Regions from separate parts of the Dromaius novaehollandiae genome. Here region 2 is linked to region 1. The links are chromatin contacts, called in public Hi-C maps. All regions are on one chromosome and are shown on one strand. Each heading gives the region's core, a stretch centred on a gene start, on an enhancer-like site or on the middle of the called end of the contact. The rest is flanking DNA. Distances are from core to core; before and after follow the strand shown.

Evidence for each region. Hi-C and Micro-C count contacts between places; a contact is called where the count stands out from the background.
Region 2: a contact with region 1 is called in a Hi-C map of brain, with 4 times the contacts expected there. The contact joins the promoter of PPP2R2C here to the promoter of WFS1 in region 1. A contact is called at or near these places in 2 of 4 Hi-C or Micro-C datasets (brain and liver).

What each region holds. Positions count from the first base shown.
Region 1 is chr4:74,850,868-74,856,206 of bDroNov1.hap1, reverse strand. WFS1 (wolframin ER transmembrane glycoprotein) reads right to left here and starts at 2,623. Exons shown (of 8, transcript XM_026122007.2): 1 at 2,362-2,623; 2 at 332-529. The coding sequence starts at 524.
Region 2 is chr4:75,103,732-75,108,811 of bDroNov1.hap1, reverse strand. PPP2R2C (protein phosphatase 2 regulatory subunit Bgamma) reads left to right here and starts at 3,672. Exons shown (of 10, transcript XM_064511456.1): 1 at 3,672-3,873; 2 at 4,086-4,166. The coding sequence starts at 3,858. It overlaps MAN2B2 (mannosidase alpha class 2B member 2), which reads right to left and starts at 432. Exons shown (of 19, transcript XM_026121973.2): 1 at 216-432. The coding sequence starts at 341.

The DNA of each region.
Region 1 (5,339 bases), core at 1,374-3,873:
TAAGTCTTCTGGCCAGTTTTACAAGCAAAGCTCATTCCTGTTGCTCTGTGCACACAGGAAAAAAAAAACGGTGGAAAAAGTGGAAAGTATGCACAAAATAAGCAGTGTAAGAACAGTGTCTTCAACAATAGGTTAAGAAACATTAGAGAAGTTTATTTATCTGCTCGACAGTTTCTCTTTAAACAGGGTTTAAAACACAGACACACACACACAGACATATACATAAATATACATACATATATACATATGCACGCACACACATATATGTACATATCTGTCAATCTCCTGATGTTTAGTGCAAGTCTTGCATAAAAATTGCTTTCATACTTACCATTTTTTTCAGCTCTCTCTCTGCTATGGGAGTAGCCAGGAACTGAAGTAGAAAAAGTTGCAGCATCTCCTGAAGGTGGTCCAGATTTCTGACTACTCTCACTGTGGTCCACAGCAGCAGCATTCAGCTGGGATCTTCCAAGATGTGGCTGTGAGTGAGAGGGACTTGTGGGGGGATCAGGATCAGAATTCATTTCAGCTGCAAAGGAAGAAAACAATAAGGATTAATGATTACTTTGTAAAACCAGAGTAAAAATTTAACATCTGAATGTATGTATACAATTAGTTGAACAAAAAGTCTAGAAAAAGGAAAGAATGCTGGCAGCTTCTTCAAGATATATCTATATATTCTTGCATAATTCCAAGCATGAACAGTTATTATGGAATAAGACATCATATATAGAATAATTCAAGAATAGCGACAGTCTTTTCTCACAACTAAGTAAGAATTGGTTTTCAAGTACAGATAAACTCTAAAATTCACAGATCAATCCTGCAAATACTGCATAGCTCCTTTGAATCCAACTTTCTGCTTACCTGCAGGAGCGAGAAAGATAAGCACTTATCTTTTATAGAACAGTGCTGACATGTCCATACTGACAGCAAAACTCACTGAGTATCAAGGGCCTGGTTTACAGCCACAGGGAAAAACAAGAAAGATAAGAAGGCAAAGGAGGAGAAGGTGTGGGACTCATCACTGGAAAGGAGTGAAAGAAAGATGGGGGCGGGGGGCAGACACCACTAGATCTGCTCTTGCGTAGACATTTGCAATAGAAAGAATGAACACACCCAAACTAAGTTCTCTGACTTTATTTCCTATTCAACTACTCTCTGCTTTTATGGAATAAAATTTACACAAAACTCACTAAGGCAAGGAGGGAAAGGTCTTACCAATTCTTCACAAAAGGCCTCATAATTCCCACCGTAAACCTTCTCCTAAAGGATAAGGAAATCTCTGTTCTAGAGGAAAAGTTATAAAAGTTTACTTATTGATTTAAGGAAAAAGTACTGATTGAGAGTTGAGCTTTTACAAGACAGGAAGCTATATACAAGACAGGAAGGTATGCATATAACATCAGAGTATGATGCATAGTAACTCCAGCTGCTCAGAAGCAATTCCCTGGAGTTTACGCAATTCCCACAAACACCATAGAAGGTATCTGCCTACAAACTGTGCTTTTAAATTCCGTATGCTCAGAACGTTGGCCAAGAGATGCTCTCATAAAAATAAAAGTTACATAGCCAAAATCAAAGATCGAATACCTAATTGAGCTGAAACTTGAATTCTGCTTAAAGCAAGGACACTAAAAATGATGACAGGATGCTAAAAGCACCAGCAATACTACCACTGTGATACACAGACTTTGCAATTTGGACATCCCCTTTGCCTAAAAGCGAAGACATTTTGCCGAGAGAAGTAAACGCATTTCTGCATCACCCTTCCATACAGAGTCATAAATAAACCAGCAGAGCTCAATTCAGCCTCCAAGCCGGCATAGGAAAACACAGCGATTAACATACTTTCCCAGTAAACCGGCAAGATTATTTTTAACCATCACACAACCACAAAAGTTACTTTACAGTCGGTTTTAAACTCGACCTTGGTGCTTTAAAGCGGGGAGGAGGGTAAGCCGAGGCACGACGAGGCTCCGGGCTGGTACGGGCGGGAGGCGAGCAGACGCGCTCCGCAGCGGGCCCGGCCCCGGCGCCGGCAGGGCCCCAGGGCCGCGCCCGCCAACGCGAGGGGAGCGGGGACCCACTCACCCCGAGGGGAGCGGGAAAACCCCGCGGCCCCGCCAGGCGCCCCGCACCGCTCCCGTGCGGTGAGGAAGGCCACGGAGTTTTCTCGCTGTAGGAAGAGGAGCCCTCCCCTTTCGGACGGAGCAGGAACTAACTTAAGTTTGATTTTAGGGGTTAGTCCGTGATTTAAAAGGAAAATAAAAAAGGAGGAAAGGGAAATCGGGCTTTCCGGGAGCGCAGGAGCCGCCCGGCCCCGGAGCCCGGGACGCCCGCGGCCCCGACGCGACTCACCGCTGCCGAGCCGCGCTGCCCCGGCGGCGGCGGTGGGACGGCGGAGCCGGCGGCGGGAGAGGGGGCTGCTCCGCCGCGGCGCCGGGCGGCGAGCGGGAAACGCGGCGGCCGCGAGGTGCTGCCTGCGCCCCGCCCCAACGCTCCCGAGCCAGCAGAGCCGAGGCAGCGCCGCAGAGTTTCCCGGTAGCGGCTGGGCGCTGAGTGGAAGCAGCACCGCGCCGCCCGCCGCCTTAGGGGCGGCCCCGGCCGCCGCCCCCCGCCCCGCGGCGCCTGGTGAAGGGGCAGCGCGGCTGCCACTCACCGTCCGCCGCGGCCCGGCGGGGCGGGGCGCCGGGAGGCGGGAGCTGGGCGGGCCGCGGCGGCGCCTGGCGGCGGGGCGAGGGCCGGCAGGGCAGCGCCAAGATGGCAGCGCGGCGCGACGCCGCGGGGAGAGGTGGCGGCGCGGGGCCGGGGCCCGGGAAGGGCCGCTGAGCCGCCCTGAGCGGTGGCGGAGCGGCGAGGGGCCGCGGCCCGCTCTCTCGCTGCCGGAGTTGGGCCCGGAGCGAAGCCGCCTCGTTTGGGCGCGGAAGGGAGGGTTTGGGGCGGCTCCTCCCGAATGGTGGAGAAGGGGGAGCGGCCGGGGGGGGCCAGCCCGCGCCTTCCTGCGGGGAGGCCGTAACCGCACCTGTACAGCGGCCTGAGGGAGGGGCAGCTCCCGCGGCGGAGCTGTAGGGAACAGGGGCAAAGAGAAGGGAAAAAGTGTGGTAACTAAGCAACTAGTCATCACTAAATACTCCTGTAAGAGTGTAGGTTATAACAGACTTCTGTCGCGGGCATAGAGAGTTGGTAGGGCTAGTGTAATGAAAGACATGAATTTATCCCAAAGTGTTGCTGCTGTTCTGGCAGTAAACTCATTTCTCTCTAGAAATAACGGATTATTTCTCATTTTTGAGCCACTTAAACAAACAGTATCTCCGTCTCTATGTGGTGCTGTGAATAGCTCCTAATTAAATAAAACCACAAATGCCGAAGAGGAGATTAAATTTAAACTTGAGAGTCATTTGGATGAGTAATTTAATCGCTTCAGCTGATTTTCAGAAGTTCCAAGTTTGCAGCATATCATGGGGAGCTATAATATGTCTCATTTTTAAAATGTCAGTTGGATCCTACTTACTGACCTCACTGCATGTTTTTTTAATCCCTAAATAAAAATATGGTCCCCAATGTCCAGGCTTGCTTTATTATTTCCCTTCCTTGGAAGTCATAACATAATTCTTCCTTTTACCCAAAGTAAACATAGAATTAAACTTCCAGTTACTTCAAATGAAGATAAAATGTGGAATAAAACAGGGTTGTTTTTAAGAAGAAGCTTTTGTAGTCTGAATCTAACAGTGTTTTACCGGGGCATAAAATGCCTGTCTTGTGTTAACTGCTCAGTTGTTCCTTTAGACTGACAGTATGATTTAACTCGGATATGACAACTTTTACCGCAGCAATCTGCTCCCCCAGTTATTCACATTTGCTGTAAGACGTCGTTCTGTACAATTGATTTGGTATTTAGTGGGTGTGCTTAACGGATGTGACTTGCATAGCGAGCAGGTGGGAATGAGGGTGGGAGCTGGAAAAGCAGCAAACAAGGAAGCGTGAAAGCAAGCCTCCCTCTGCTGCTCGTGCCCCTTCCTCTGCAGCACGAGGCGCAGCCACACGTGGCACAGGCCATTCCAAGGGAGTTAAGTTCAAGGTTAAAACTGCCCCCACTGAATGCTAACCTACTTAACAGTGAAACTCAGTGTGAAATATATTCTGCAGTTGCCTATGAGTAGTCTTACACTGGATTAACGCTTTTGCTGAACTGGATCAGATCCTTACTTTAGAAAATGCCAGCTAAAGCACTGCAGTAAATGAATTGTCACACTTTATAGACACACACCTATTACATATAAATACACATGGTGTTACTGAAAGTGAATCAAACTCAAACATGGTGGCAGCTTCCGTTGTCAACCCCACTGATTCCACTTTGGCTCACCTTTCCCGCAAATGATTAGTTTGCATTTGGCATTATCACAATTGTCAATTGTTACAACTAAAGAGAATAAACATGGAAATACTGTAATAACTCATTGCAACATCTTTTTAATTTCACTTATGTACTGTGATTAAAAAAATCCTATTGCAACAAGAACACAATAAAAAAAAAGCCTGCAGTTCAGCCTGTTTTGTCTTCATTAAATAACCAATAATCCTTTTACAAATGTTTCGTAAGGTTACAGAATGGTGTTAGTTGATTTTAGCCAATTTCGGTAAACCTTGTTTACTCAAGATACGATAAAATGTAGTATGAATGATAGCCTGAACACCTTAAGTGCAGTACTCAGATATAAGCTGAAATTAATTACTCTTTCATATACTCATCAGTGAATTCTAGAAATATAAGTGAACAGGGACATCTAATGATCCAAGTAACTCGCATAAAGCCTCTGTTAAGCTGCAGTGACTCTGGGATGTGCTATGAGCTCTGAAGTTTTCACTGAAGTTCTTTTGTAAAATTTCTGTTGCAGCATTTAGGTATGTGTGTAGTATTGAAATGATTAAAAAGGTCTGTCTCTTAGAAAATTAAATAACAGTATGGCAGGATCATGCTGAGCAACATCTTGTTATTAAATCAATCAATGCAAACTGATTTACCTGTCATACTGCTGAAATGAAATCACACTTGTAGCATTGCTTGCATACCAGCAGCTTCTCACTGGCCCAGAGAAGAAACTATTCAAACACTTCTTAAAAGGAAGAGATAAAGCAGTGATAATCCAAGAGAACAGATCTGCGTGAATCACTCCAGTGATTAGCCTCGAACTCGTATGCTTGTCACAATACCTTTGAATAGGAGTCCATTTCTTTAGTCTATTTTACAATCAGAAACAGATCTGAGGTGATTAGCCTGGATGTTTCTGGAATATGATAATCCTAGCAAAAAATTGCTGGCAGTACTCTCGTTA
Region 2 (5,080 bases), core at 2,423-4,922, 250 kb before region 1:
AGCTGCAGAGGGACTCGAGGGTTCTTCCCCTCGGCAGGCTCCTTCGGGGGCAGCTTGCTGGGCACAAACGCACAGCTTCACGCTAACGCGCCCTCCCCACACCTGCGCGCCCAGAGGCCGGGCCGGGCCGCGGCGGGGTTAAACACCCCGGGCCCAGGGCAGCGGCGGCGCCCGCGGGCCGCAAAGCCGCCCCTCGCCCCGCCCGCCGGCCCCACCTGCACCGTGTAGACCCAGCCGACGTCCATGTGGCTGTGGGCCACCACGAAGGCCCGCAGCGGCCCGCGGCCGCCCGCCCGCGGCGCCAGGCCGAGGAGCAGCAGCAGCGGCAGCAGCAGGCGCATGGCGGCTCCCCGCGGGCTCCCCTCAGGCCGCCGCACTTCCGCGTCCCGCCGCCCAGGCCGCGCCGCGCCCGGCCTCCCCCCGCCGCCGGCCCCGCCTCCCCCGCGGCCCGGCAGGGGCGGAGAAAGCGCGGGGGAAGCGCGCCGGGGCGCCGGGCTTTCCTGGAAAAAGGAGCTGTTTCACACGCACCTAAAACTAATCTAAGGCAAAGCAGCTTTCCCTGGGCTGAGAGGATTCGGGCGAGGGCGAAGCTCGGGAAGTGGCCCGGGGGGCGGGGGGGGGCACGGCCCGGTTGTGCCTCTTCTGTGCCCGCCGCAGCGGGGGCGGCCCCGGCGGCGCTGCAGCCCCCGGGGACTCCCGCAGCCCTCGCTGGGCGCCCCGGAGCCGCTTGTCTTGTAAAACCCGGTTGCTCGGAGGGATGCTGAGGTCTGCGGCCTTGGATGGCTGTAAATCCTCACGATTCCTTTTTTTTTTTTTTTTTTTAATTTCTGGAAATTTGTGTGTGTGGAAATTCGTCTTAATGGAACACGAGCTTTTTATTTTGGGGGGTAATTGTTTGATGCAGATTGTTGTCTCTGACTTTTGAGTTTTAAAGTTGTAGCAAGATTAAATTTTATTCTGCGTTGTTGACCTTCTCCTGATCCCATTTGAATTGATTTTATCGCTGGTTTTATCGCTGTTAGCAAGGGCTGGCCCTGAACAGAGAGTCAAAAAGTGTCTGCAGAAAGCCCTCGCGTAAAGGAAAAAAACCTCGTAATTGAGAAATGTTATATGGATAGTTTAGCCCAAACAATCTCCCCGGGAGCTGTGGCTGTGGCTCTACCACCTGTTTGTCCAATATTGTCATATTAAAGACCAATAATTCTCTGATTAAACTTAAGTTCTTCAAAGTACACAGCAGTGTAAACTGACTATCTTGCTTAAATTCTAGTTTGAGTAAATTATATGCTTCTAACAAACAATAGTATTACAGAAATGATAAATAATATCAGACCGAACTCTTAGCCTATTCCCAATAGCACAAAAGGTGAAGAGCTGAGAGTGATACCTGCTTCTGTCTTCAAGTTTGTCTATTGCGTTAGCATTGCTAGTTTCTAAACTGATTTAGTTAAACTAGTCATCTCTTTGAAGGAAACAACCAAATAGCTTACGTGTCCATCTACAGGCTTGCGCTGGTAAAAGGTGAACCAGCTGTCACTTAGGTACAAACTAACCCATTTCGCTGTTCAAGATATTTGTAAAGCAGATCACACACGGCAAACCTACTTCTATCCCCTCGTTTTAGAACAAGAAAAATTGTGTGCTGTGTTACATGCCAGACAAACTGATTTTTTTTTTATATTGGAAGTTTGTAAATGTCTGAAGTCCAGAATGAAAAATGTTATATAAGCCAGTGTCACTGAGTTGAATGGCACAAAACTGCCTCTTTTCAAAAAAAAAAAAAAAAATCTAATTTGAATGGATTCTCCTGGAGTAAGATGGTTGTTTGCTAATTAATATGGTGGACTGTAGAAAGATCTCCTTCAAAAAGAGGAGACTAAAACTGGAACACTAAGGTTAATTTTATTTATGATAATGCTTTGTCACAAAGAGCAATCCAGGTCTGTAGGTATTTTTTAGAGGGAGTTAGCATCTCCGTAAGCAGCTGGATGGAGCTTTACTTGTAATACACCTTCATGGAACGCCTTTTTTACCCCAAATCATGAGCTTGAACCTTTTCAGTTCAAAGAAAGCCAGTGCACATCCTGCAAGCATATGACTTAGGGAAATATACATACACATATATATTTCATACATATATACGTGTGTGTGTATATATATGTACATTGTCTAAATGAATTGATGTTCTTGTACCTCAGAAGGTATTACGGTCTTTGTAATTTAGGTGAAGTTCCCAGGAAAGCCTAAGTGTTGGCATTTTGCTGTGTTCCTAAAAGCAGCTGGCAATGTTTGCAGAATGGTACTTCCATTTTAAACCTACTTCCTTCAGAGCATGTAATTGTCCCCCTTATTCTTTCACAAAGCGTTACCCTGTCTTGGAGTGGAGACGAGCGGAGATATTTGAACAGAATACTTGCATTAGGAAAAAGCGAGTCAAATTGCCCAGTTTATGAACGCATACAAATCTGATGGTATCAGGAGGATCTTTGCTTGCTGCAAAAAGGGATGAATATCAGCATGTCAAGTAGAATTTATGCCTAATGTCACCCCACTACTTACTTACTGTTTCATACACAGCAAAAAGCTATATAAAGGATCCAGAATAACAGTGGTGCCATGACAGGATCCAGAATAACTGGTGCCATGAGAGCTGCCCATGTTGGTATTTTATTCTTGCATTGGCTCTTAATCTTTGATATATGGCTTGATTATAGTTGTTCTGCATTATGTTCTTAAAACTTTCTCATTTGCCCGTACAAAGTCTGTTTGCCTCCTTTGGCCCGAGCTGTGCTCCGTGGAGGCCTCCGGCACAGCCACCCCCAAAAGACAGGAGACGTGGGCAGACGCTTCCAGCTGCACGCCAAGAACTCGCAACCTTTCTGTTGCAGAAGATGCCAAGACGACGCCCTGGTGAGCAGGGTGTACCTGTACGTTTCCCTCCTGTGGTGTTTGCGGGTGGATGTGTGTACGAATAGAGACGTTTATCGAGTAAGTTCACTCTAGCTTACTGTTCTGATGTTTTAAAAATTGCCACTCCTGAAAATTTTCCGTTGGAGGTACAGGTCGCTGTATCGAGTGCTTCGGGTCACTCGAGAGCAGGTTTGCCTTCTCGGTCACTTCTCAAGGAGTGAGACGGTAAGTCTCTCACAAGTAAAGACGGTTTGCGGCTCCACAGGAGGTCGCACACCAGAAGACGCGAACCACTCTTGCGCCTGGCAGTGATCTCAGCGCGTGTAAAACCTGACAGCTCACGCGGTACTTGCAGCCTTTATCCCTAAGACCGGCGCCCTGGCCTAGGAGCGACAGGGGACCGCAGGAAACGCCAGGAGCCAAACGAGCCTGGAGGCTGTAGGCGCCGTCCGGGGCCTGCAGGCGCGGAGCCCGTGCGGTGTGGCGGGGCAGCCGGCACCTGCCCGTGCCCGGGGGGCGATGCGGGGCCCGAAGTCGAAGCCACAGCGAGGAGGAGCCGCCCCAGGCGGTTCTTCGGGGAGGAAGGGAGGGCGGGTGCGGCCTCCCCCCCCGCGCCGCGGCGATGGCGCGCAGCCCCTCCGGGCCGCCCCTGCGGCGGGGCCGCGGCCGCCCCGCGCCCGCTCGCACCTGTTGGGGCCGCGGCGGTGGCGGCGCCGGGCGCGGCGCGTCGTGGCGAGGCGGCGCCGCCTCCGCCGGGAGCTCCGGGCGGAGCCTCCCCTCCTTCCCGTCCTCCCTCCGCCGGCTCCCCCAGCGCCCCGAGGCAGCGCCGGCTGCCTGCGCCGCCCGCTCCGCTGGGAGGAGGAGGAGGAGGCGCCCCGAGCTGCCGGCGCCGGGAGCCGAGCGAATAACAGTTTCGGAGCCCGGGCGCCTTCCGGAGGGCACCGCACATGTCCCACAAGCAGGGTACTCGGCACCGCTCTCCCTCCCCCGGCCTCCCTGCTCCCCGCTCCGCTCCCCTCGGCCCCGGCGTCTCTCCTCCGCGCTCGGTTCTCCGTCCTGCGGCTCTCCCTCCCTGCCCTCGCCCCGCTGCTCCCCCGGCGCCCCGCGGCCTGCCCTCGCTCCCGGGCGGGCGAGCGACGCCGCGGGGTCTGACGGCGGTTTCCCCCTGTGCCTAGCTGGCGGCCCCCCGGGCGAGGGCGCGGTGGACTGGTGCCTCTACCAGCTCAACGGAGCGGCCGAGCTGGAGGTCTCCGAGGGTGAGTGCGGGGCGCCGGGGCGGGGCCGGCGGCACGCGGCGGCACGCGGCTCCGCGGCGCGAGGCTGCCGGCGGGGGGGAGCGGGCCGGGGCGGGGGGGAGCGGGCCGGGGCGGCGGTGGCTCGGGCCCTCTGCCGGGCCTCGCGTGGGCGCCTCGGCTGGCGGCGTCGCCTTGGGGACACGCGGCTTCGCGGCTGGGGCCTAGGCGGCAGCGGGCCTCTCGTCCGGGGCATCGGCGGCCACCGGCGTGAGCGAGGCTGCCCTTGTATCCGCTGCAAAGTTTTCTCGTTTCTTTCTTTTTTTCCTTCGAAGAGAGAGGTAATGTGGAAAGTTTTATTTCTGAATATTCTGCGGTCAGAAAAGGACCAGCCTTCAGCTGCCAGCGCAAGGAAGTTCCCCCTCGCTCTGCAAACCGTGTATAATTTTGCATGTGTTTTTTGAATATACACAGTATTTAAACTTAGAGGTCAACTTATATTTTTCCAGTGTGTCCTATTTCTAGTACGCAGTGAGCGTATTCCAGAGTCCCTGCTGATTTTGTTTTCAGTGGGTTAGGCGGAGTGCACCTCATCCCTGTGCTTTGGTCTGTCGGCGTTACGCGTTCCTGTGGGGACGACGTTTGCTGTTTGTAAGGGCTTAAAATGCGTTACACGTTCAGGCTAGACACTAGGAAAAACTTTCCAAGGGTGAGAGAAGTGAGACACTGAAATAGGTAGGGTTCAGGCTGGACATTAGGGAAAACTTTTCATGGGTGAGGTACTGGGATACATGGGTTAGACAGAAAATCTCCTTCTCTATGGGTTTTTAAGGATGGTTTCACAAACACAGATTGGGAATGATGCAGTTATAGGTCTTGCCTTGGAGCAGGCAGACTGGCTGCTAGGTGAGGTCTCTTTCAGTTTTATTGTTATGTGT